Regions from separate parts of the Mus musculus genome. Here all the other regions are linked to region 1. Evidence: chromatin contacts called from public ChIA-PET, HiChIP or PLAC-seq and promoter capture Hi-C data. All regions are on one chromosome and are shown on one strand. Each heading gives the region's core, a stretch centred on a gene start, on an enhancer-like site or on the middle of the called end of the contact. The rest is flanking DNA. Distances are from core to core; before and after follow the strand shown.

What was found. Promoter capture Hi-C pulls out the DNA fragments that hold promoters and counts their contacts. ChIA-PET counts read pairs in DNA pulled down with a chosen protein or histone mark. HiChIP or PLAC-seq counts read pairs in DNA pulled down with a chosen protein or histone mark.
Region 2: a promoter capture Hi-C map of pre-B cells shows a contact between it and region 1, with 6 times the contacts expected there. The contact joins the promoter of Ppib here to the promoter of Rab8b in region 1. A contact is called at or near these places in 10 of 39 promoter capture datasets (the C10 cell line, embryonic stem cells, erythroid cells and 5 more), 1 of 484 Hi-C or Micro-C datasets (pre-B cells), 3 of 115 datasets of contacts at active chromatin or transcription factors (bone marrow-derived macrophages, memory CD8 T cells and pancreatic cancer cells) and 1 of 9 other capture datasets (embryonic stem cells).
Region 3: a promoter capture Hi-C map of pre-B cells shows a contact between it and region 1, with 12 times the contacts expected there. The contact joins the promoter of Ciao2a here to the promoter of Rab8b in region 1. A contact is called at or near these places in 16 of 39 promoter capture datasets (the 3T3-L1 cell line, 3T3-L1-derived adipocytes, the C10 cell line and 9 more), 7 of 484 Hi-C or Micro-C datasets (CD4 T cells, LSK cells, double positive thymocytes and 4 more), 11 of 115 datasets of contacts at active chromatin or transcription factors (the SCID.adh cell line, acute myeloid leukemia, astrocytes and 8 more) and 3 of 9 other capture datasets (adipose tissue, liver and macrophages).
Region 4: an H3K27ac HiChIP or PLAC-seq map of acute myeloid leukemia shows a contact between it and region 1, with 4 times the contacts expected there. The contact joins the promoter of Dapk2 here to the promoter of Rab8b in region 1. A contact is called at or near these places in 3 of 39 promoter capture datasets (the C10 cell line, liver and stem cell-derived epiblast-like cells) and 2 of 115 datasets of contacts at active chromatin or transcription factors (acute myeloid leukemia and large pre-B cells).
Region 5: a contact with region 1 is called in an RNA polymerase II ChIA-PET map of memory CD8 T cells, with 105 read pairs. The contact joins the enhancer-like site here to the promoter of Rab8b in region 1. A contact is called at or near these places in 2 of 39 promoter capture datasets (embryonic stem cells and pre-B cells), 5 of 115 datasets of contacts at active chromatin or transcription factors (effector CD8 T cells, embryonic stem cells, extraembryonic endoderm stem cells and 2 more) and 2 of 9 other capture datasets (embryonic stem cells and liver).

The regions. Positions count from the first base shown.
Region 1 is chr9:66,917,451-66,922,205 of GRCm38.p6, reverse strand. Rab8b (RAB8B, member RAS oncogene family) reads left to right here and starts at 2,501. Exons shown (of 8, transcript NM_173413.3): 1 at 2,501-2,696. The coding sequence starts at 2,573.
Region 2 is chr9:66,057,884-66,062,638 of GRCm38.p6, reverse strand. Ppib (peptidylprolyl isomerase B) reads right to left here and starts at 2,470. Exons shown (of 5, transcript NM_011149.2): 1 at 2,239-2,470; 2 at 1,059-1,172. The coding sequence starts at 2,373.
Region 3 is chr9:66,124,662-66,129,416 of GRCm38.p6, reverse strand. Ciao2a (cytosolic iron-sulfur assembly component 2A) reads right to left here and starts at 2,806. Exons shown (of 5, transcript NM_026635.3): 1 at 2,447-2,806. The coding sequence starts at 2,570. It overlaps Snx1 (sorting nexin 1), which reads left to right and starts at 4,531. Exons shown (of 15, transcript NM_019727.2): 1 at 4,531-4,755. The coding sequence starts at 4,652.
Region 4 is chr9:66,155,526-66,160,280 of GRCm38.p6, reverse strand. Dapk2 (death-associated protein kinase 2) reads right to left here and starts at 2,055. Exons shown (of 12, transcript NM_010019.3): 1 at 1,941-2,055.
Region 5 is chr9:66,279,432-66,284,186 of GRCm38.p6, reverse strand. No RefSeq gene overlaps it. Among named protein-coding and RNA genes, the nearest start is that of Gm39364, 19 kb to the left of the region's middle. Within about 2 kb of position 2,601, at least 72 of the 459 cell types and tissues checked have an H3K27ac peak or open chromatin away from gene starts, as enhancers often do. A contact at or near this core is called in effector CD8 T cells, memory CD8 T cells and pro-B cells, where this site is marked.

The sequences.
Region 1 (4,755 bases), core at 1,252-3,751:
CAGAGTCCTCTTAAAGCAGTCAGTGAAACTTAGCATTAACCATTGAGCCATCTCTCCAGCATTCCTCCCACCAAAGTATATCAATAGATAAAAATCCTTAAAAAGAAGAGGGCCAATGAGGTGACTGAACACACAAATCTGATGACCAGAGTTTGATCCCCCAAATCTATGTAAACATGAAAGGAAAGAACAACCTCACAATATTTTCCTGATCTCTAAACATATGCCATGACACAAACCCTGCCCCCATTACATACATATACACAATAAAGATAAAAAATGATTTAAATTTAAAAATAAAGTTAGGAAAACTCCAATGGACTTTGAAGACTTCTTTCCTTCTGTTCAATGAATGAGGACCAAGGAATGGACCTGAGCCATGGACCATTCAGACCCTGGTGAAGCCCTACTCAGAGGCATGCTTCAGAATTTGGCTTGGGCAAAGAAGCTTGATTGATGCCAGAAGGCAGGGATCCCTTCTCCAAAGGGAACTTAGTCCTTCCTCAGAACCATGACTTTGAAGGCAGCTTTGACCTAAGGCATACTCTAGACATTAGATATTAAGTTGGCAAAAGTAGCTGCTGCCCTCTGGGCATTGTGTGATCAATAAGTATGAGCTAATGATACCTTTCATCTTCTCTCTACACTGGAAGTGATGGTCAATATTAGGAACAACTAAATTTTCTGCTACAATAGGACCAGACATGCAACATTGCTGATATTGTACATGAAGTCACAGGCATTGTTGAATCTTAGAAGAATTTGTCAATGTGTTCAATTAACTGTCCAGTTTTTTTATTATTATTCTAATGATTAACTCCACTGCTTCCTGTAACAACCTCTGCTAGAAGGTATTTCCTTGTCTCTAAGGTAAGTTTTGTCCTAGAGGGTTTTAGATAGTTTGTTGTCAGGCAGGGCCCCTTTAATACTCTTAAAAATGGAGGCATCCAAAAGAATTTTTGTTGGTGTGTGTGTATGTTAGGACAGTTGGTATTTAACATATTTTAAATTAAAACTGAAAAAGAAGCAGAGATGAGACAGAGACTTCTGACAAGATAAAGCTCCTGGTCCCCCTTAGCCACTCCTTCCTCATGATCTGGATAGTAAACCCTTGTCTCACAGGGGCTTGATCTGGCTGGGTTTCTGCCACTTGCAGATAAAAGAGCACTGAACAATAAAGAATTAGTCTAGGGTAATAAATAATGAAGGCTTGAATTGAATACATCAAAGTGCTATTTCCTCCCTTCCTTTTGCCACCCATTAATTGAAAGCCTCCTGAGGAGTGATAAATTTAAACGCAACTAACACCTACACTTCACAGCACCTTACCAAGTTTCAAAGTGCTTTCACACTCAGTATTTAATTTTCACTACAACCTATGAAGTAGTTTGTTTTTCATTCGTCTTTACAGATGAGAAAACTGAGACGTGTCAAGCCTGTGAGACTTCACACAGCTGTGAAGTGGCTTAGCAAAGACTAAATCCAAATCTAAATCTCTACATCTTCTATGGCCAAAGTTCCCGTCACCTGTCTCAGGTGGCGCTATTTTATAAGCTGTTCGTAGCACAAGCCTTCCCACATCTTTCTTCTCTTCTCTTCTCTTCTCTTCTCTTCTCTTCTCTTCTCTTCTCTTATCTTATCTTCTCTTCTCTTCTCTTCTCTTCTCCCTCTCTCCCCTCTCTCCCCTCTCCTCTCTTTCTTTCTTTCTTTCTCTCTCTCTCTCTCTCTCTCTCTCTCTCTCTCTCTCTCTCTCTCCCTCCCTCCCTCCCTCCCTCCCTCCCTCCCTCCCTCCCTCTCTCTCTCTCTCTCTCTCTCTTTCTTTCTTTCTTTCTCAAGAATTCATCCTCCCGCGGTGCGCGAGGCGGTATCTATGAAGCAGAGCCTCTAAAATGATCATCGCATTTGGCTGTGGCCTGTAGTTCAGAAGGCACAAGTGGGAATGAAATTAGCCCGCTAACATCACTCCTTGAGCTCTATAATTGAAGGGCTGTGGAAGGGGGCCTAGGAAATGGGCGGGAACGGGAGAGGCTGGGTAATACTCTGCAGCTAATTCACAGACTTCGTGAACCTTTGCATCTCCAAAGAAAGCTTGCCGAGCTCCGGGTTCAGGCAAGTAGATGAGCGAACTGCAGGACTTAGATTCCGAGGTCTTGGATTTGAAAGATGCCCATAAACAAAGAAACAACAAAGTCAAGTTCCCTTGGCAAAAGAAGAGGAGTTTGAAACGAAGCGTCTTTTCCCTGTAAGGATGGAAAGTCTTAACACACCACCCTACATCACTCAGATTTGTTATCCAGGGAGGTTGTTCGGACAGTTTGGGCGAGGCACGCCCGCGGCTCTCCCAGAGTACTACAAATCCCATAAAGCCTCGCGGGGCGGAGGGTGATGACAAGGCGCGGGCAGATTGGCTGGGACGGGGAGGAGCGAGCCTGTCGCCTCAAGAGGGTGGGGCGAGAGGCGGGGCGGGGCGCGGGTGGCTTGGCAGACACGCCCCCTCGCCAGAGGCCCCCCCTCCGCGCTGCTTTCCACCGCCTCCTTGCTCTTGGCGGTCAGAGAGGGCCGGAGTGAGAAGATGGCGAAGACGTACGATTATCTGTTCAAGCTGCTGCTCATCGGCGACTCCGGCGTTGGCAAGACCTGCCTCCTGTTCCGCTTCTCAGAGGACGCCTTCAACACCACCTTTATCTCCACCATCGGTGAGGGAGCGGCCGCGGCCCGGGACGGGAGCTGAGACGAGGGGGGCGGGTGCCTGGGGGCCTGGGAGAGGGCACGCGAGGGCTTGGCGACCGGAGAAGGGGACCCCGAAGGGCCGCGGAGAGGGCAGTGAGAGCCGGAGAGGCTGAAAGGGACGGATGGGGATGCGGAACTGCGGACGGACGAAAGGGAACCGGAGCAATCGGAAACCAGGGGTGTTGGGGACACGAGGGGGCTCCGGGGCGGCGGCGGCAGCGGCGTCCCAGAGGGACGGAGTCGGGGGAACACAGGAAATCGTACGGAAAGAGAAGGAGGGGAGGGAGAGTGAATACGAACGTGGGTTAGAAAGACAGGAAAGAGGAAGGAAATGTGAAGAGGGAAATGAAGGTTTGAGGACTCAAAGAGGGGCTTCAAATGAAGTAAAGGGGCAGAGGACACCAGGGACAAGAGAAGTGAGACTAGGAGGCGGTCAACAGGGAATTGAGGGGAATGACTGACTGAATGATCAGGAGGCAAGCGATAAAACGACATTGACTCTAAAGGTGTGAACAGAGATGCCAAGAGAAAATGCAGAAGATTGTAGGTGGGAGAAGGACTCAGGAGGACCCGAGGGCGACTTGAGGCTACTTGGTGGAGAAAGTGAAGGCGAGCTGAGTGTTAACTAGAAAGGAGAAGGGGAAGCAGGGGATGCAGTGCAGGGGTTGAGAGATCAGAGAGGAAATGGAAAACGCGGGGCTCAGGACTTTCCCTAGTAACTGGGAACGCTGGTTTCCATTTTCTCTTGACATCTTTGAATCGAGATTTAAAAAGTGACTAATGATGGAGTAATGTCTACGGGGTGTTAAAAATCTTTTGAGTGTTTATAGGAATTAAAGGGGCTGGGGACTTTGGGAGATGATGTGGTTAGAAGAAATTTATTGTTCACCGCCTTATTCCGTGTCTTGGGAAGCAGCAGTAAGTTTCTCAACTTTGTAAATTCTTGAGCTCGTGTAGTTGGTAACATCCAAGCCAAGTGATTGACTGTACATTCCGCCTGCCTCCCTGTGTAGTTTCCTTTGATTCTAATTACTTTGTAGGTGAATCATAACATACTGTATATTTCCCAATTACTTCTAATTGACTCAAGAAAAAAATTTCTCACTCTTCACTGGGAGCTGCTCTTGTATCTTCAGTAAAAGACATTGTGTGCAGGTAAACAGGATCTTTAAGTTGTAAACTGAAGAACACATCAAAACTGCTTTTAAACCTTCAGTAGGATGACCTTAACATTATTTCCTTTGTTAAATAGCTGCAGTCCAGTGGCCCACTCACTCATCAGCTTTTTGGTTGTCTGGCCTCTAATACTAGCTTATTTAAAGCATTTTTCAAATGGCTTTCCAGGTGATCCACAAGTAATGGGGAACTAGTGTGTTGACAATAAGTATGTCAAAGGGGCTGGAAAGTTGCTATGGTGGTTAGGAGGATTTGCTGCTCTTACAGAGGACCCAGGTTTGGTTCATAGCACTCACTTGGCACCTCATACTGCCTGTAATTCTAATGGAATACAACACCCTCTTCTGGCCTCCGTGGGGACTAGACATTTACATGGTGTACATACATTTATGCAGGAAAAAAACCTTGAATTAAAAACAAAACAAAATCCGTGTTTAAATATTTGTGGCATTTGAAAATAGGTGACATTTTAAAAGTAGGTATCGAGCACTTTCCAGTGTAAGTATTGGTAAAGAGTCTCCATGGTTTATTCTGATTTTTTTTTTTCCTACAGACTGAATGGAAATTTGGGTGTTGTGATATCTGGGCTGAAGGAAGTTTGAGTTGCGAGTTCTTGGCAGTTAGTCTTGAGTGGGACTTTTCTGAGGAAGCAGATTTTAAATGTCATCTCCCTTCTCGAAAGTGTATTTGTAAGAGACTTGGTGCAAGCTGGTACAGCTGCTAAAGGACATTCATTTCTGGTATCAGTTTCCAAGCCCCAAAGGACTCTTCTTCAGTGTTGACTGCATGCTGCAGCTCAGCTTGGAAAGGACAGTTCCTAAGAAGTTAAGGGTGGGGGACAGTGTCTGT
Region 2 (4,755 bases), core at 1,221-3,720, 860 kb after region 1:
ATCCCAGCACTCAGGAGGTAGAGGGAGGCATAATCAGAGGCTCAAGGTCACCCCTGGCTACAATCAGGTTCAAGGTCAGCCAGGGGCAGCATAAAACTGTCTCAGGAAAAACAAAATAAAACAGACAAGTTAAAATACAGAATTAATTAAACAGAATATATGTTTCCTTAAAAATTCCTTGTCATGGGCTGGTGAGGTGGCTCAGTGGATAAGAGCACCTGACTGCTCTTCCGAAGGTCCGGAGTTCAAATCCCAGCAACCACATGGTGGTTCACAACCATCCCTAACGAGATCTGGAGTGTTTGAAGACAGCTACAGTGTACTTACATATAATAAATAAATAAATCTTAAAAAAAAAATTCCTTGTCATATTCTTGGATCAAGTTCCTTGGACCCTTTTATTCTTTTTTAAAAACTGCTAACTCAGCTATGTATGTAGCGGCACAAGCCTTTAATCCCAGCAATTAGGAATCTAGGCTAGCCTGATCTAAGAGCAAGTTCCAGGACGACCAGTGTTAACCAACTCACTACTTCCCCCTCCCCCCCCCAAAAGCTCTTATTCCAAAACTTGTCATATCACATGGTCTAAGAACATTCAAATAAAAACTCAAAAAAAAAAAAAAAAATCAGATGTTAAAGTTTACTCTCTAAACATTGCAGCCACACAGTACCATGTTTGTCTATGTTCTCTCTAACATAAAACCACGTTAACACTTCAGTAGCCGCCACACCATTTGGCAGAGACAACTGTGAGGCTGCCAGATTTAGCACTGTGGATTATTATTCTATTATGACTAGCTGTAGGAAGCAGCAGGGGTTGGAAGAACCAGTCCAATCTCTGGGAAGTGCCAAACTGGGCAACTGAGGCTCTGAGTAAGTCACCGCAGTTCCAGGGCCTTCTCCAGAATTAAAGACTGGACCCCTTTATTCCCACTTAATATACAAAAATATCTCATCCTCAGGGAAGCCAGCTAATGAAGTCTGTCTACCACTACACACGGGCCACACTCTGAAGCCCCAGCTGCTCCCATCCCTACTGTGTGGGGTTAGCCACTTACCTCTCCTGTAGCTAAGGCTACAAAATTATCCACTGTTTTTGGAACAGTCTTTCCAAAGAGTCCAAAGACGACTCGTCCTACAGATTCATCTCCAATTTGTAAATCAAAGTATACCTAAGGAAAGTGAACAAGTCCAAGCTTAGCCTTCACAGGGGCCTTGGTAGAGGAGGGCCTGAGGAGTTACCCCATGAGTGAGAACAAAGCCTAAAGCTGTGGCTGAGTAGGGCAAAACCTTTGTACAAATCCAACAAACAGGCTGGAGAAACAGCAGCTGTTAAGAGCATCTGCTGCTTTCCCAGACCCTAGAGCTTCTGTTCTCAGCACCTAGATGGTGGCTACAACCATCTGTACACTTATGAAAGCTCTAGTAGTCTCCAACCCCAGTACTAGGGAGTACGAAATGGTGGGCCACTGCAGATAAGCCGTCCACCACTGAGCTAATAACCCCAGTAATTAATCTTGCTAAATTGTAGTCTCCCTCAAGTAGCTGGGAGTAATATATGCCACAGCACTTGGGTCCACCCCAAGAAAGGATTACAGACTGCCTTATGGCTTAGAGGAAAATTCGGTTGCGGCCAAGCCTGAAGACCAGAGACCAACGTGAATGGACTCCTGCAAACTGTCCTCTGACCTCTACGGTTGCACTGTGGTACCCGAGTCCCTCTCCCTACTAAGTAAATAATGTAACATTTTTTAAAAGTTTTCGTTCTCAAGACTATAGAATAGCAATCTGTGCTCTTTAAATGATTCCAGATTATAGAAACATACATTAAAAGGGGGACATACACAGGGAGATACACTGTGCTTGCAAGTTTAACTATATTTACTGTGTGTGCTACAAAACACACTAAACTGGAGAGACCATAGTAAAAGATTCGGCAATTCTGATCCATCACCATTTCCCAGCAATGCAGGGGATGTGCAAAGGGACCGTCCTAAGGATGTCCGTGCTGGCCGAAGCTGGGCATCCTGGGTCAGGGCGGGGGGCTGGGGGAGTCTGGGTTATTCTCTAGTCTGAGTAGATAGGGCGAGCCTGGCTTCAAGAGATCAAAGTCGACCCAAGGAAGAACTGAACAAGAACAAGGACGCTCAGGTCGGAACTACTGGGCCAGACCCGCTCCGGCTTGAGCCGGACCTAAGGCGGCGGAAGGCAGGCCTCGCTGGTGAGGGGAGCCCAGACCTTGACTGTGACTTTAGGTCCCTTCTTCTTATCGTTGGCCACGGAGGGTCCGGGCAGCAAAAGGAAGACGACGGAGCCCACGATGAGGGCGGCGGCGAAGAGCACCTTCATATTGCGCTCCGAGAGGCGCAGCATCCACCGGCAGCAGCAAGAGCGGTCGGGCAGCCCGGACCGGAAAAGGGTGTGGACGCGCAGCGTGCGCGTGGCCGCCCAGGCGTGGGGTGGACCCGGGGCCGCGGGCGGTCTCGTAGCGCCAGGAGCGCGCCACGTTCTCCCTGCGCAGCGACGCCGAGTGGTAGGCGCTGCCGGGGGCGGGGCTGCGGGTGGCTGCCACGTTACAGCCCTCTGATTGGGTATGTCAAGGCGGTGCGCAAAGGCAGCGTTGGGATTGGTATCAGAAAGAGAGACTACGCACCCCAGCGTGCCTTGCGACCCCACCTGCCCATCCAACTTTCAGACTTTTGTCACGGCGTGCAAAGACCAGTCGCTGCCAAATTTGGAGGTGGTCTTCAGAAGACTGGACACACTTAACCTTAGTACTAGGGGTTGAATTTAGCGGTTGAGCGTTACAGCATAGCCTTCTATATCTTCTATAATGCCTTGCTTGGGGACCGGGCGTAGTGGCTCACACCCGTCATCCCAGCACTGGGCAGGGTGAAGTAGGATGGTAAAAAGTTCAAGGCCAGCCTGGGCTACAGAGTGACTACTAGTTCTTTTTGGACTAGAGTGAGACCTTGTCTTAAAACGAACACGACCAGTCATGGTTGCACGTCTCTTTAATCCCAGCACCTTGGAGGAAGAAGCAGAAAGATTTCTGTGAGTTTAAGGCGGCTTCTATGTAGTTAGTTTCTGGCTATTAAGCATAATATAGTAACACCTATGCCCGAGAACAAAAAAGGGGTGGAGTCGAGGGGTGAAGAGATGGCTCAGTGTTAAGGTTCTTGCTCCACAATCATGAGGACCTGAATTTGGACCCAGCTCTAAAAGCAGATCATGGCCATACTTTATGACTCTAATCCTAGTGCTGTAGTGGTGCTGGACATAGGCGGGTCTGGTAGCCTTGCTTGCTTCCAGACTAGTTCTTTGATTGAGGTAGAGATCCTGTCTCAAAATGAAGGCCCAGAATGATAAGAGCTCTACACATAATGTGCATGCATTACACACACACACACACACACACACACACACTGCTTCCATTTTTAGTTTTTACTAATTTACTACTCATCTTTGTCTTGGAATCCTGTGCTTAACTGCTGTGTGCGCCTATGAAAGGATGCATTCTGTTGGATACTTTGGTATTTATCTTTTCCTTTTTACAATGTCTCATTGCATGTGAGTGGGTAGACACGTAGTTACCTGCATGTGGAGGGAGTTTATTCTCTCCTTACATCACAGGGACTCTGAGGGTTGAACCCATGTCCTTTGGCTCAGAGGCAGCAGGCAACTTTACTGAACCTGAGTTATCCTACCGGCTCCTGGTGTTAAATTTCTTTTCTTCGCACTTTGTTTTAGGAGAATGAGCCCTTGCTGCACATAGTCTTTACATAGCTCCCCTAGCCTGTCTCCAGGGCTCGGTGCTCAGCAGGTATTGGTTGGGGTGGCTTCACATTAACATAGAAGTGGAAAATAACATATACAAAGGTCTGTGGCTGACTGCCTTTTCTTTTTCATAGCTGCAGGTGCTTCCATGGGCTGTTTTCGGTTGTAACACACACTTGGTGTTGCTCCATTCTATAGTGCACACACTTTGGCGTTTGGAGTCTTACACTGTGCTGATTCCAGTGATATTTACCCTATAGGCTCGGGCATTTGAATGCTTGATCTCCAGTTGTGCTGCTGTTTGGGCAGGCTTAGAAGGTGGGGCCTTGTTGGAGGAAGCTCATCACTTGGTAGGATATGAGGTTTCAAAGCCCTGCACTATTCCTAGCTAGTGTTCTGCTTCCTGCTTCAGGTTCTGGATATGAGCTCTCAGCTGTTCCTGTTGCCAGGCAAAGAGGCAAGAATAAAACTCAGCTCGGCATGACCTAGCCAGGCTAGTTCGACTTTCTGGGGTCTGACACCAACCAGTGTAGGTTTTTCATACTTGAGTAAAACCTTGGGGGGAAAAGTTTCCTTGTGACAGCTATCACAACAAAGCTTAAGGTGTGCCTGCAGTGGAACTCCCTTGCAAAGCACATGTCCTTTGCAGAGCACTTATGTCCCTCCTTCCACAAGAACAGGCTCTAGTGACTGACAGGCAGTGCTCAGAACAAGAGCCTAGGGAGCAAAGGTTTCTAATAAGCAGAATAGCAAACTCTTTTTCAAAACGCACAGGACCTCTTTCATAGGGGTTATACTGACTCAGAAACAGTGCCCAGGCGTCTGGGGGATTCTGAGTGAAGGCTGTCTTCACAGAATAGCAAAGGTCGCTAGGTTATTTCTTCCACTGGGAAAAAAACAAAACAAAAACAAACCCTGTGTGTTAAAAAAAAATTCTGGTTTATCTGGTCTTGTTTATTAAGTAGGTAGACTTCTCAC
Region 3 (4,755 bases), core at 1,557-4,056, 790 kb after region 1:
CCCTAGACTGTCTTCTGGCCTTACCAATAAAATAGGACATTTGAAAATGCAGATAGGAGCTGGGCATGGTGGCGCACGCCTTTAATCCTAGCACTCGAGAGGCAGAGGCAGGCAGATTTCTGAGTTCAAGGCCAGCCTGGTCTACAGAGTGAGTTCCAGGACAGCCAGGGCTACAAAGAGAAACACTGTCTCGAAAAACCAAAAAACTCTGTCTCAAAAAACTAAAAAAAAAGAAAAGAAAAAGAAAATGCAGATAGGAAAGAGGATAAACTTCCCCTTCATGTAGCAGGTTATTACCGGATTGGAAAAGCAGGGTTTCCCCCCTCCTCTCCTCGGCTTCTCCTTCTAAGCTTCATTTGTAAAAGCTGTATTATAGTCTTTGAACACTACTAAATCCTGAAATTAAACCTCACCTCTTACCCCTTACTGAACACCTCTAGCTTTCTAGTGATTTGAGAAGTTTGATTTTTTTAAAAAGATATCAAGCTTGTTCTCACATTACTCTCCTAATTTCCTCTCACCCACAACTAAGTTTTTGTTGCTCTGTATTGACATGAAGGTCTGCTCTTCCAGAGGACTTAAAATCAGTTCTCAGCACCCACAACTGGCAATACACAACCTCCTGTAACTCCAGCTTCAGGGAGACCCAACACTTCTGGCCTCCATGGACACACACAGACTTAAAATTAAAAACAAACAAACAAACAAACCTCTTTTTTAATACTTAAAAAGATGATTCATTTATATTTAAAAGTTTCAATGGGTGGTGGTGGTGGTTGCGAGATGATTCAGTGGGAAAAGGGGCCTGCCACCAAATAAGCCTAACCTCCTGGGTTTCCATCCCCAGGAGCCACTTGCTGGAAGGAGAAATCTAACGCCAGCAAGTTGTCCTCTGACTTCCATATTTGCACTATGACTTGCATGTGTATGTGCAAACATGCACAAAGTAACTAAATGTAATAAAAGTGATTTGAAACTTCAGTATTCAATTCCAGTCTACAGTCTAAAGAAACAGCCTACCACACCTCCACCTGCAGTCACCATCAGGTGCCTCCTTCTGGATAGCCAATTCTGTCTTCTCATCTCCATATTTTACTCTAGTTTCTTCAGCGTATGCGACCTCTGACATATCCAAACTACTCTTCAAGACCTACCCAAGTAACTGTCTAACATCATCACAGATGTTTCTAGTCAATTTCTCTTTCCTCTGCGTCTCCATACCTCCTACTTAAGCTCATGACCTCTGACTGCATTTTGTATTTTTGCATAAGTGGGTGTCATTCAATGCAAACTTGAGGACTAGAATCATCTCTCTTGAAGAGTTGTATTTCTGGTCCCCGGAAGTTTCCAGACGCTATATGCAGAGGTATGGTAGGATGGGAATGTTTTGTGGAGATAGTACAGTAGCAATTATCTTCTGCCTGGGGTTAAGTCAGCCTTGCCTCTCTACCAAGAGATAAGGGAACCTGATTAGCTCCCGGGCCATTCCATCTTTGGAATCCTTCTTCCTGGCCTATAATTCCACCTAAACTGTATCTGTAGGAGCATCTCTCTTAGTGCTACATCTTGGCCTTTTTGTTTTCAAAAAAATAGGGCTAGTGGTGGAACACACCTAATTTGTATGAGACTCTGGATTTTCTCCCCAATCCTGATAAATAATACTACAAATGGTCAACGGAGGGAAGAGAGGGGCTGGGGAGGTAGGGTCAAGAGTGGAGAAGGAAAGAGGGAGGGAGGGAGGTGGGGGAGGAGAGAGAGAGAGAGAGAGAGAGAGAGAAACACGAACAAGCATTACATTTTCAATCACAAGTTTGGTTTTTTCTGTTTCTTACTGACAATATGACCCTCTGGGTACTTGTTAAACAACCCACTCCCCATCTGTACAATGAAGACAGTCCCTCAAAGTGGAGAGTCTCTGAGTGAATACACGAACACACTTAACTGTGTAAGAAAATTGTAAATTTAAAGCCTCTCGCTGAGATATCTATCCCTACCTCTTCACTTCCTATTGATTCTGTCACACAAGAGAGTTGCTATGACCTTGGGCCAGTCCCCAACTCGGCCATTACCAAACAGTGACCTCAGTTATGGCGGGAGGAACGCAAGTCCAGGAACTAAAGAAGGAAAGACTCTTGAGTAGTGAAATCTTCGGCATGCTTTGCTTCTTGATCACTGTAGGCTCATTCTGCCCACATCCCTTGACACTGTCCCTAGAGCTGTAGGCAGTCCAGGGTAACAAAGCGTTTATGAGTTCCTGGCTCAATTTCGCTCCAGGTTTAGAAATAGCCCGACATTGCTGTGTGACTTAGGACCCGGAAGAACATGCTTCCCTCTAAGTCTGGTAAAAACCCCAAGGGTCCACTCCAGCCCAAGGGTGAGGCCCTCCTCCACCCCCTCTCCAATGCCGCCTCTCAAACACCGTCAAATAGTGCCCTGGGTAAATTACCATAAACTTCTAGCGCTTTCTCTTCCATGATCCGGGGCTGCCAGGCAGCTCCGTGCTCAGAAAAGCCTGAGAGCCATAGGACCCTGCTCAGCGTCCAGGAAAGCAGCCCAGACACTCGCTCCATCCTCACGTTCCGCCATCCCTGGCGACTGTCCCAACCGAGCCACCGTCTTTCCGCAGCCGACCTCGAGAGAGAACTTCCTGGTCTTCAAATAAACCAAGACATGTGTAAAGGTTTAGGGGAGCAGAGAATAGGCGGGACTCAAAACTGCAACGCGAAGGACCTAGGGAAATTAGCTGTAAAGACTACATGTCCCAAGATGCTCTGCTCGATTTAGAAGGCACAGAAAAATCCTTACGGCCCGTTAGGCGCATTGCATGCTGGGATGTCTAAGGGGCGTTAGCGGAGCGGCGGCGAAATGTATATGGGGCTTGTAGTCTTAGCCAGAGGATCGTGTAACGGACTGTTATACGTCACCAAATGCCCCACTCAGTTCCTAGGAAGAACTAAAGATGAATCCTAAAGAGGTAGGGGAAAGGAGATCAAGGTTACTACTACTGGAAGATATTCTAGAACGGAGACTCTACAGCTATTTCTCAGAGGAAGCCACTTCCAAACAAATTTTTCTTACTTTCTGACCAGGCCGGAAGTGGATTTCCTTTGCGGTGAAAGGGGTTATTTTGGAAGACCAATGTTGATAGGCATGCCTACGGACAGGGAAGGCTTAGTTTTCTTATCTCCTAGAAACTTAGTTTAGTGCAGCTTCTCTCCATGGGGAGGATTTCTATCGACCACCACCCAAATTACAGCGAGAGAACTTTATCTGTGTTCACTATGTAGTAATGATAACGGAGATGAACATCCTAAAAAAGCATTTCTTAACCTTTTTTTTGTGTGTTCATGGCTGTGATGGGTGCCAGTTACAGAGTTGATTGTGTTTCCACCTCAAATATTTATTAGACACTTAATTTGCCATACACAATGTGTATGCAGGAATAAAAGTTACAAACTAAGACACTCTCCTGACCTTCAGGCAGTTTACTTTATCTGTAAGGGAATCCACCCCTAATGTTGAGTTTGCAGTTGTAAACAGCCAACTTTGCTAGGCCTGGTGGCTCATGCCTGTAATTCCAGCACTTGGGAGGCCGAGGGAGGAGCATTGAGTTTGAGGCCAGCTTTGGACACAGAATTTCAGGCCTGCCTAAGGTGGTTTCAACCAGAAAAGCAAACCACCTCTGTTGGTGTTAGTGGCAGGTTTCAGCTCCTTGAAAGGATCATCTTGCAAATTAGTCCGTGATAACATAACCTATGTTATCTTTAAACTCTAGTTGACTTCGACTCACCAACCTGTGATTAAGTTCCGGGAACTTTTTTTTTTTTCGAGGCAGGGTTTCTCTGTATAGCCCTGGCTGTCCTGGAACTCACTCTGTAGACCAGCCTGGCCTTGAACTCAGAAATCCACCTGCTTCTGCCGCCCGAGGGCTGGGATTAAAGGCGTGTCACCACGCCCGGCTATAACCCAAAATTCTTAAGGACCGAATTTAATACACGGAAATCTCCCCTTTGTGTGAAGCCTGGCTTCTCAAAAAATCGATAACTTCTTTTTATTGTTGCACACTGTAACACTGAGTGTGTTTAAATTGTTGACTTACAAGACTGCCTCATTAAACTGTGAGCCAGGAGCTTTTGTGTTTGTATTTGAAACGCACAGTAAGGTGCCAAGCTCACAGTGAATGCTCTGTATATGTTAAATGAATTAATGTCCAAAAACTAAGTGGCAAAACTTCCTGCAGTCGTTTCAGCCCTCAATCAAAAATATTTATTGAATCTCTCAGAGAACACTGTGCTTGGCATGAGCAGGTGGCATGCAGAGGTTTTCAAACATTGTTAGTCACAGACTTTATTCAAACAGAACCTTAGAAGCGTGACAGATAGAGCCATGCAGGGCACAAAGACCCGGAGGAACTCCTCAGCCTCTAGCTCCTCCTCTGCCTACTTGGCCCGCCCCAGTGCAGCCTTGCGGTTCAGTGCTTGGATTGGCTGAGCAGCAGCCCAGGCCCCGCCCTAGGTCCCTCCCCCAGGTTCCGCCCCGATGGTCCCTCTGGGTCCATAACGGCCCTCGCGCACCTCACACGGCTGGAGCGCTTTGCTCGCGGCACTGTCTATAAAGTTGTTGTTGCTGCTTCCGCCACGGGTGGAGGAAGATGGCGTCAGGAGGTGGTGGCTGTAGCGCTTCGGAGCGACTCCCTCCGCCCTTCCCTGGCATGGATCCGGAGTCGGAAGGGGCTGCCGGGGGGTCAGAACCCGA
Region 4 (4,755 bases), core at 806-3,305, 760 kb after region 1:
CTCTGGAAGAGCAGCCAGTGCTCTTAACCACTGGGTCATCTCTCCAACACCCTAAGAAAGATCTTTCTTATAAGTAAGATGACATATGTGAAATGCTTTTGGAGCCTCACTAAGGCAAAGGGTGTAATATTCTCACCTCTGTCCCCTAGGGAGTAGCTAACATAAGCAGGTACTATAAGGTAATATAAGATGGTAATTTCCAGTTAGGGCCCAGGCTTCTTGCTCATGGCTACAGCTCAGATACTCCATACGAAATGAAACACCCGTGGCAGCTCATCACCCTCCCATCACACCTCCACAAGAGCAATTCTCATTTCAATTGATAAATTCTCAGAGTCAAGTGCAGTAACTCGAAGGTAGAGTTATAACCACCAATTTTGAGAAGCTGAAAACCACATATCAGAGGCAAGGCACATGACTATGCCTTTTGACCCGAGACTCAGGCTACCTTGCAAAGATGACACCCATCTGGATGTGAACAATCCTCCCAAGGGGGCCCTGGGAATTCTCCTTCCTACCCATGGCCTTAATGGCAAGCAACACTCTAGGAGGTAACATAGACCTCCTGGGACCCCACAGAAAGGGACCTCCCAGTTACCTTTCCAGTTTACTCTCTTCCTCAGAAGTCAGCAGGCTGAGGAAGTGATACAGAGCACTCCCATCCCACGGTATCCTTGCTGTGGACTGGGGTTTGGGGTAAAAACTTAACATTGAAACAAAAGTCTGAACCCACTGGGATCGGGTCTAAGTCACTTGTTAGACAAAAGGAGAAATCTGAGGTCCAGAGAGGGAAAGGGACCTTTCCACCATGGCACAGCTAGGCCATCAAACTTCCCAGGGCTTCTCTTGATACCCACACAACTCCTCCATGGATGGCTCAGGACTGGAAAGCCAGTGGCTTCTGGGAGAACAGTTCCAAGGAGAAGGTGCCCAAGTTTGGCAGGGACAGGCAGTGGTTTGGAACACGTGCGCACATACACACACACATGAAGAATCCTCAGACTCAGGTCTGGGGAAACTGCCAGCAGTGCCAGCAGAAGGGAGGAGACTCTAGCATCACAGAACCCCTTTGGATGATCCCTGATAAGGATGTTGGGGCTCAGAAGGTCAGCCACCTCCCTGAGTTGACATGAGAAAAACTCAGTCTTTTAATAAAAGGTTCAGCTTCTTTGGGCAGCCGGACTGTTTGCCCCCCACATCTAACAGAATAGAAGGCTCTAGAGAAGCTGTCAGGGTTGGCTGGTTTATTCCCTCCAGCAGGTAGTTTGTTGTCCCGGGGCAACAGATACCCACCCATTCCTGACACTTCAGTCAAGCCTCCAAAGACAGCTACTGGTCTATCAATACCATGACTTTAGATGCCAAAAACTTAACCGGCGGGCAGGTGGAGACAGGGAGGGCTTTGAACCCAACTCTGAAGCAGTCAAGGTACCAGCCACTTTTAGTCAACAAAATTCCCCTAGGATGCCAAGCCAGTTAGTTGGGAACTAGTGTCAGAAACCAAAAGAGCTGCCCCCAGCTACCTTTAGATGACAGGGAACCAGGGAGTGTCCCTCCACCTGCCCGCAGCTGTTAGGCCACACTGGAGGTTCATTTCACAGGAAGCAACCTCCCGGGCTGAGGCGGGGAGGAGGAGGTGTGAGCCCACAGAGGCTGGGCTTGTTTCTCTCCTATTGGGGACTTTTGAGGGGGCCAAACTTGATGCATGGTTGTTTCCATTCTCCTGCCCAGATGTCAGGCCTCTGTCCGTCAATCCCCATCCCGTCTCTGGGACCAGAGTGTCAAGCTTAGGAGGCACCCCGAGGTAGTAGTAGCCTGCAGACTGGCCTCCGGGTGCCGTCCCAGCGCACAAACCACAGAACGGCTATATCCTAGACAGGCAATGCCCGACCACCCCAGCCACTGCTGCCGTCGAATCCCGCGGCCCGGGCGCTACTCACGGCGAAAGGCTGCGCTGCATGTGCGGAGAGCTGGACGTGCACCGGGGCGCGGCGGGGTGCGCGGCGCTCCGCTCTGCTCTGCTCCCTGCGCCCGGCGTCCGCCCGCAGAGCCGCCGAGGAGCAGAGGGGGCGGAGCGGCCAGCCCGGTCCCAGGCGCCGGCTGGAGGCGCGCCCGGACACTCGGCCCGGAGCTCGGGGCGCCCCCTGCTGGAACCCCCGCGGGACCGCCCCGAGGTGAGGACTTGGATGCTCGTCCCTTCCCGCCCTGTCTCTCACATGCTGTGCCACCTGGAACGAATCAACTTGAGTAAGCTAATGATCAACGCACTTCACAACCCAGCACAATTGCCAGAAAACAGAATTTCTCTGCCCTTCGTCCCCACCCACGCACACCCTGACTGATCAGATTCTCTGGGGACCTCGCTCCACACAAGGGTAGGAAGCTCTCATGTGCCCCACTCATTCCCGGCCCAGCTTGAAGACTGCCCATATTTGCCTATTACCACGCCAACCCTGGCACCATTCTTGAGTGTAGTCCGTGTATCACCATTAAGCCTGTCTTAATGAAGGACTTGGGAGTTGATTCTCCCTTCCTTTTGCAAATTATCAGAAGGAGAAAATATCAGTGGTAGCGTTGGTGGCTGGAAACAAAACTGAAGTTCAATGGTCTCCATTCAAGACCAGAGACATTTTAAGGATGGCCACCTAGAGCCTCCAGCCCTAAGTCACTGTGACAGCTAACACTGTCAATGTGACTGGATTTACAATCAGGAGATAAACCTCTGGGTATGCCTATAGGAATTTCTAGATTGTGTTTCCAGAGCTTTAGTGAGACCAGCCCTAGATGTGCACAGCAATGGTCCACGGGCTGGGGTCCAGGAATTAAAAAAAAAAAATCGGTGAGGAGAAACTGGCTAGTGAGGGCTGCTCTTCTCTGACCATTGCTGCAATATCTGGGACAGCCTCCGGGAAGATCCCAGACCTTTGCGTGTGACCTTTCAGATCTGTGCAGTTTAGAGGGCTCTCTGTGAACAGAGAACCAGGATTCACCTCATATTTCTCTCTCCCTCCCCCTCCCCTTCCCCTCCCCCCCCTTCCTGAGGCTGGGCACAATGTACCCAGCTGCGCCACGCTCCTGCTGCCATGATGGACTATACCCTATACCTTCTAACTGTGAGCCCGTTCTTGAGTTGCCTCCCCCACCCCTTGAGTACTTTCTCACAGCAACAAGAAAAGTAGCACAGATCCCCCCTTAGGGATCCTCCCTAGAGCTAAGGATGTAAGATTCTGAGTCATGGGTGTAGTCCAAAGTCCTGCCCTATCATCCATGTGTGGTCAGCCACCAGAAAGTGGGAACAACAACCCTTCTGGTAGCTTCCAGTGAAGTCCTGAGTAGCACTGGCGGAGGGTGACATGTGAAATGTGCCCAAGGAGCACACTACCCCTCAGCCTTTTCAACACCAGGAACCCTGAAAATGCCACTGAGTACCGCCCAACTCTCTCATTGTGTCTTGAACAGTCTCAGGGAAGATCCCAGACCTTCACTTGCGTGTGACTTTCAGGTTTGTGCAGGTTCTGGGGTTCTCCTCAGAATAGCATGCTAGAGAGAAGTAGCTACCATCTGATGGCTTCTGAAGTCAGTGGACAGAGGGAAGGACACACACACACACAGTGGCCACCACAGTAGCGAGGTCCCTCATCCTCCAACCAGCCCCAGATACCTCCTCCCCCATTTTTAAGTCTGTTGCTGTGTGACAAACCATCCTAGCCTTGCTGATACAAAACACAAATTTCATTATGCTCCTGCATTCCTGGAGTCCACTCTCTTAAAGCCACTCTACTCTGAACCCTGCCACCTCAGTTCAATTCTTTCTTGTCATTTTCCCTGACCATGTCGTAACTATGATTAAGGTTCACTTTCAACAAGAGCAAAACAACATCTTGTCCATTTTGATCTCCATAGATTGCATGCTATCCCAAACCTAATTACTAAAGGCATGCTAGGTTGAGCACGTAAAAGCATGTTAGGTTGAGCATGTAGGTAATGGCACGGGAAGAAACCACAGCTGTCCTCTATCCTGTAGGACTTTCTGCAACAGAACATATGACAAAAGCCACATAAGGAAGGAAGTTCGTTTGGTTCACAGTTCAAGGGCATGGTCCATCAAAGCAGCAGGGCAGCAGGCAGCAGGGGCACGAAGCAGCTGATCACACACACACACACACACACACACACACACACACAAAGAGCTTCCTCCACTCTCTTTTGCCTTTTTACTCAGTCGGGAACCCCACGCCCATGGAATGGTACCACTCACATGTAGAGTGGGTCTTCCCCCTCAATTAACCCAGTCTAGAAACTCTTCTTTCAGTGTGTGTCCTAGATGATTCTGTCCTGCCAAAATGACAATGGACATCAGTTATCACACCCCCAAGAGAAGATACTAGATATGCTGATAACCTGGCAGGGTGGCATGCACCAATCACGACACCCAGGAGACTCCAGGCAACAGAGCAAGAACCCATCCTTTAAAAAAAAAAAAAGATTTATTTATTCATTATGTATACAGCAGTCTCCTGCATATGCCTGCATACCAGAAGAGGGCACTAGAGTTCATTACAGATAGTTGTGAGCCACCATGTGGTTGCTGGGAATGGAACTTAAGACCTCTGGAAGAGCAGCCAGTGCTCTTGACCTCTAAGCCATCTCTCCAGCCCAGAGCCCATCTTAAAAAAAAAAAAAAAAAAAAAAAAAAAAAAAAAATCCAGAGGGGCTAGAAAGCTGGCTCAGTAATTAAGGCTGTAATGTTCTTTC
Region 5 (4,755 bases), core at 1,352-3,851, 640 kb after region 1:
AGATTTCCACAAAGCCTATGCAAAACATTAAGCCAGACTCTCAAGGGTTTGGCCTGTGGTTGATTGGTTTGCTTGTTTCCCTGGAACCTCTGTTTTAGGAACCAGGTATATCTTACTGGCTTTCAGATCTAGGAACAAAGATCTCAATCAGTCCTTGCAGTGCCACCTGGTGGCCATGACCTCGTAAGGTTCAAGCTTTTCTCTTCAATAATCTTTGGGAGTGCCTATGACCTTGACAGTGGGCAACACAGCACCGTGTAAACTGGCTGAGGTTAGTCTCAGTTGACACACATTGAATGTCCAGGACTGCCTTGTGTGGGTAGAATTCCATACAACTCCTGAAGTTTCATGACCTCTGCCTCCAAGGGGCCCCTCAAAGGCAGCCTACAGTAACAGCACATGGACTTCAAAGTCCAGAACCAAACCCTGGCTCCACTATCTACCAGCCTTGTCTTATTCAGCATAGCTTCCAAGGTCCTCCACTTCCTCATCTGCAAAGGTGGTAGGTAAGTCAGGGAAAGTACACACAAGAGATTAGAACAATGCCTTTGTATAACATGATAAACTCATGTCTTGATAAACATGAGTTCTCTTCCTAGGATTGCCTACTGATAACTTAGCTCTCCCCTGGCACTAGAGAAGGCAGCATGGTTGCTATGCAGGCTCAAGCCTTGGAAATGTTGAGGGAGAAGAAATTTATTTAGTGCCTGTATGTGTGTATTCATGTGGGTGAGCATGAATGTGTATGCATGCATGCACACATACCCATGCACATGTGCACATTATAGCAGGTGTGTGGAGGTTCAAGGGCAACTTTCGAAAGTCATTTCTCTCCTTCCACCATTTGGATCCTGGGCATGAGACTAAAGCTTGGCAGCAGGCACCTTTGCCCACTAATCACCTCACTGCCCTCTCCCCTTGTTTTTCCCAGCTGCTAAGGAAGAAATTAAAAGCTTGGCTATAGGGGAGAAGGAGTTCAAAAGCTGCTGCAGCCTCACAAGGAGCGTCAGGGCATCCCTAGTGCTACCCAGGGGTGCTCCGTCAAGCGAGTCTGCTCCTGGAAAGCAAAGCTCAGTCCCTGTCCCCATCCCCCACTCCCTGAATGAGTGAGAGCCAAATAGATAAGAAATTACAAGGAATAGCCCAGAAGTTGGGGGCACTCAGAAAAACAAATGATGAAGTTGGCCATCTGCCCTTAAAAAGGGATGACTATGCGCCTACTAGTCCCTCATCCCTACCATCAGAGTAGCATCTTCCATTGTAAATCTTTTCAAGGATGCAGAACCTGGGTTAGAAAGATGGCTCAGTGGTTAACAGAGCTGACTGTTTTTCCAGAGGACAAGGGTTCAATCCTTGTAGCTCTCACTACTGTCTGTAAGTCCAGGTGGTCTGATGCCCTCTTCTGGCTTCTGTGGAAACTGCATGCACATGGTGCACACTTATGTGCAGACAAAACAGCAATACACATTGGGGGGTTGAGGTGGGGGGAGATGCAGATGTGTTAGTTTGATTTCTGTTGTTTTTTTTTTTTCACTTTTTAAAAATGAGAACAGTGGGTTTTTTTTTTTAAGGTGTATTTATTTTATTTCTATGGGTACACTGTGGCTGTCTTCAGACACCAAAAGAAGGCACCAAATCCCATTACAGATGGCTATAAGCCACCATGTGGTTGCTGGAAATTGAACTCAGGACCTTTGGAAGAGTAGTCAGTGCTCTTAACTGCTGAGCCATCTCTCCAGTCACCTGTTTGCTTTTGTTTTAAAACAGTAATATAGCTCAGGCTAGCCTAAATTCACAACTCACTATGCAGCAAAAGATAACCTTGAATTCCTGGTCCTCTTGTTTCTGGCTCCAGAGTGCTAGGATTGCAGGCATGCACCAGCGTGTATGGTTTATGCAGTGCTGGGGCCTACGAAAGACCTCAGACTACCAACTTTCCACTGCTGTGACAGAAGGCCTATGATAATCAACAGAAAAAGAAGAAAGGATTATTTGGGCTCACAGTCTGGGAGGTTTAGGTCCATGGCTGCTTGCCTCTGCTGCCTTGGGGGTCTGTGGTGAGACATCATGACAGAAGCTGCTCATATATGACATCTAGAAAGCAAAAAGACAGAAATATTTGGGCATGGTATACACCTGGGTTCCCAGCTCAGGGGAGGCTGAGGCAGGAGGGTTGCAAGTTCAAGGCCAGCCTGGGCTACATAGTGAGCCCTTGTCTCTGAATGCAAACAAAACAAATGCCAACCCCCCTGGAAGCCTTAGTTTCCTAAGCTTTCTCAAGATGGCTGTGAGAACAGAAGGCAATAAAGACCTGGTGTGAGGCAGATGCTTCTAGAATGCAAACCACAGGGTGGGGGCGGGGGGAGTGGAGAGGCACAGGCAGACCGGCAAGAAGGCAGCAGCTGCTGCTGCTCTCTAGCAAGGCTCCTTTGCATTTGGCCGTAGGCAGCTGAAGGGGCCAGACAGGCGGAAAGCGAAGGTGCTTTGCAGCTGGGCAGTGAGGTTTCTTAACCAACCGAGCTTCACAGAATGTTCAGGATGTGGGCCGGCCCCCAGCATGCACTGGGGAAAACCAAAGGACGAGAAACAAGAGGCATGTCACGTCAAGGGCCTTGCTCATCACATATCACATGTCACCAGAGTGGTTGGCAGAGGCAGCAAACAACACCATGGGAACTCCATCTCCTTCTTCCATTTGCTCCATCCAGCCTACTCACTGATGAATTTATGTTTTACGCTAGTCCATAAAGCACAGTTGTTAGGACAGAAGCCACTTTCTGAGTGCAGTACACTAAGTGCCGCCATGCTTTAGCTAATCCAACCGAATAGTCATAGGAGCCCTGCGGGGAAGATATTGGCATGCCCCCGTTTTACAAATGGGAAAGCTGAGGCCCAATACCTTGGTAAATAAATAAATAAATAATCACCCAGCTAAGAAGATGTCAGAAATGTCATTCAAACTCTGAGACCTAACCTGACTCTCAGGCCAGGGTTTTCAGATCAGTACCGTGGACCTAGGCTAGAAGACATTTTCATATTTTCTTTTTTCTTTTTTTTTTCCCCCTTGAAACCGGTCTATGTAGCCCTTGCCAGAACATACTATCTAGACCAGGCTGATCTTGAACTCACAGAGATCCACCTGCCTCTGCCTCCTAAGTACTGACATTAAAGACACATGCCAGCACATCCTGCTGGGAGACACTTTCTAGGGAAAAGAGGTAAGTACCTACAGGCTTTGGAGGAGCAGGAAAGCCCACCTCCTGGGCCAGTGTCCAGTGAGGAGGGGGTAAGAGACATTGCCTACCATCACCCAGCAGTGGGCATGGAGAGAGGCACTACACCCCTCCATCAGTGCCCTTCTCTCAGTAGAGACCTCAGCTGCCTCCTAGCAGTTTGGGGGAAAACCAATTGTGCCCTAGGCTCTAAGGCACTAAGCCTTAGGTATAGACAATCACAATTTATCCTGGTCCCCCCACCCCCCTCGATCTAGGGATGTGCATGCAGACCAAGAAAGGCTTTGCTGTGGTTTCAGAATGTCTGTGCTCACTTCCTGTAAAGACATATGCAAATTACTTTTCTCATTGCTGAGACCTAACACCTGGTCAGAAGCAACTTAAAGCTAGGAGGCATGGTGGCTCACACCTCTGTGAGTCTGGGAGCAGCTTGGTCTATATTGTGAATTAATTCCAGACCTGCCTGCCAGGGCTACCTAGTGAGACCCTGTCTCAAAAGAAAAAAAAGAAAAAGGAAGGAGAAGAAATAGAAGAAGGTCTATTTTGACTTACAGTTGGGATACAGTGCATCGTGGCAAAGGCATACAAGCAGGAGTGTGAAGTGGCTGGCCACACTGTGTCTGCTGTGTGGAAGCAGAGGCAGACAGATGCTGGGGTTCAACTAGATCTCTGTTTGTTATGTAGTCCAGAACCCTAGCCCCATGAATAGCATCCACAGCTGCAGTGGGATTCTCCAGCTTAGTTAACCTAAACTAGAATCTCCCTCACTGACACGCCCAGATATTTGTCTGGAGGGGATTCTGGATCCTGTCAACTTGGCAACTTCAACTCTCGAAGTATCTTTCTGCCTGATGCTCTCAGTTGAGTAAACATTGTAAAGTAGTTTTGCCTCCCCCTGGACAAGTATTAGGATAAAGGACAAAAAAGCCTGGTCTGTTTAAAATACTCAACCTGTTGGAAAGGTGAGAGGTGTGGCCCTGCCCTTCCCCCACAGAGGCCTGGGCTGAAGTACCAAGAACCCTGTGGAGACATCATAGCTACTCCTGGCCCAGAGGAGCCACCCAGGCATCAGGCCAGTGCCCTGGGTATTTTCAGCTTCCAGCAGCATCAGCAAGGTCTGAGAGCCATGAGCCTTATTGTATTTCAGGTGACCTAGGCACCTGGCCAGCAGCACAGCCAGGGAGTGCTGTCTTTATGCCCTTGTCTGGGCCTTTCTTCTTTCCTGCCAATCTGCATAACCAGGCCATGGGAAGGGCTGCAGAAGGAGCATCTGCTAAGCTCAACAGGCACCAGAAATGGGTGAAAAGAGAGACAGGCAACTTCAGATGCCACTAAAATGCTTGAGAATCAACTTGGGACTCTCCAAGAACTCCATCCTTCACTTGGTCCTCCACAAACACCCTAACAAATGCTTCTTTCTAAACAGCATGCCATGGGGTAAGGTGACCAGAAGTCCAGTCCTGTACTGGACATCCCTAGATTTGCCACTGTTGAGAACAGTTCTTCTCTGAGGAATATAAAC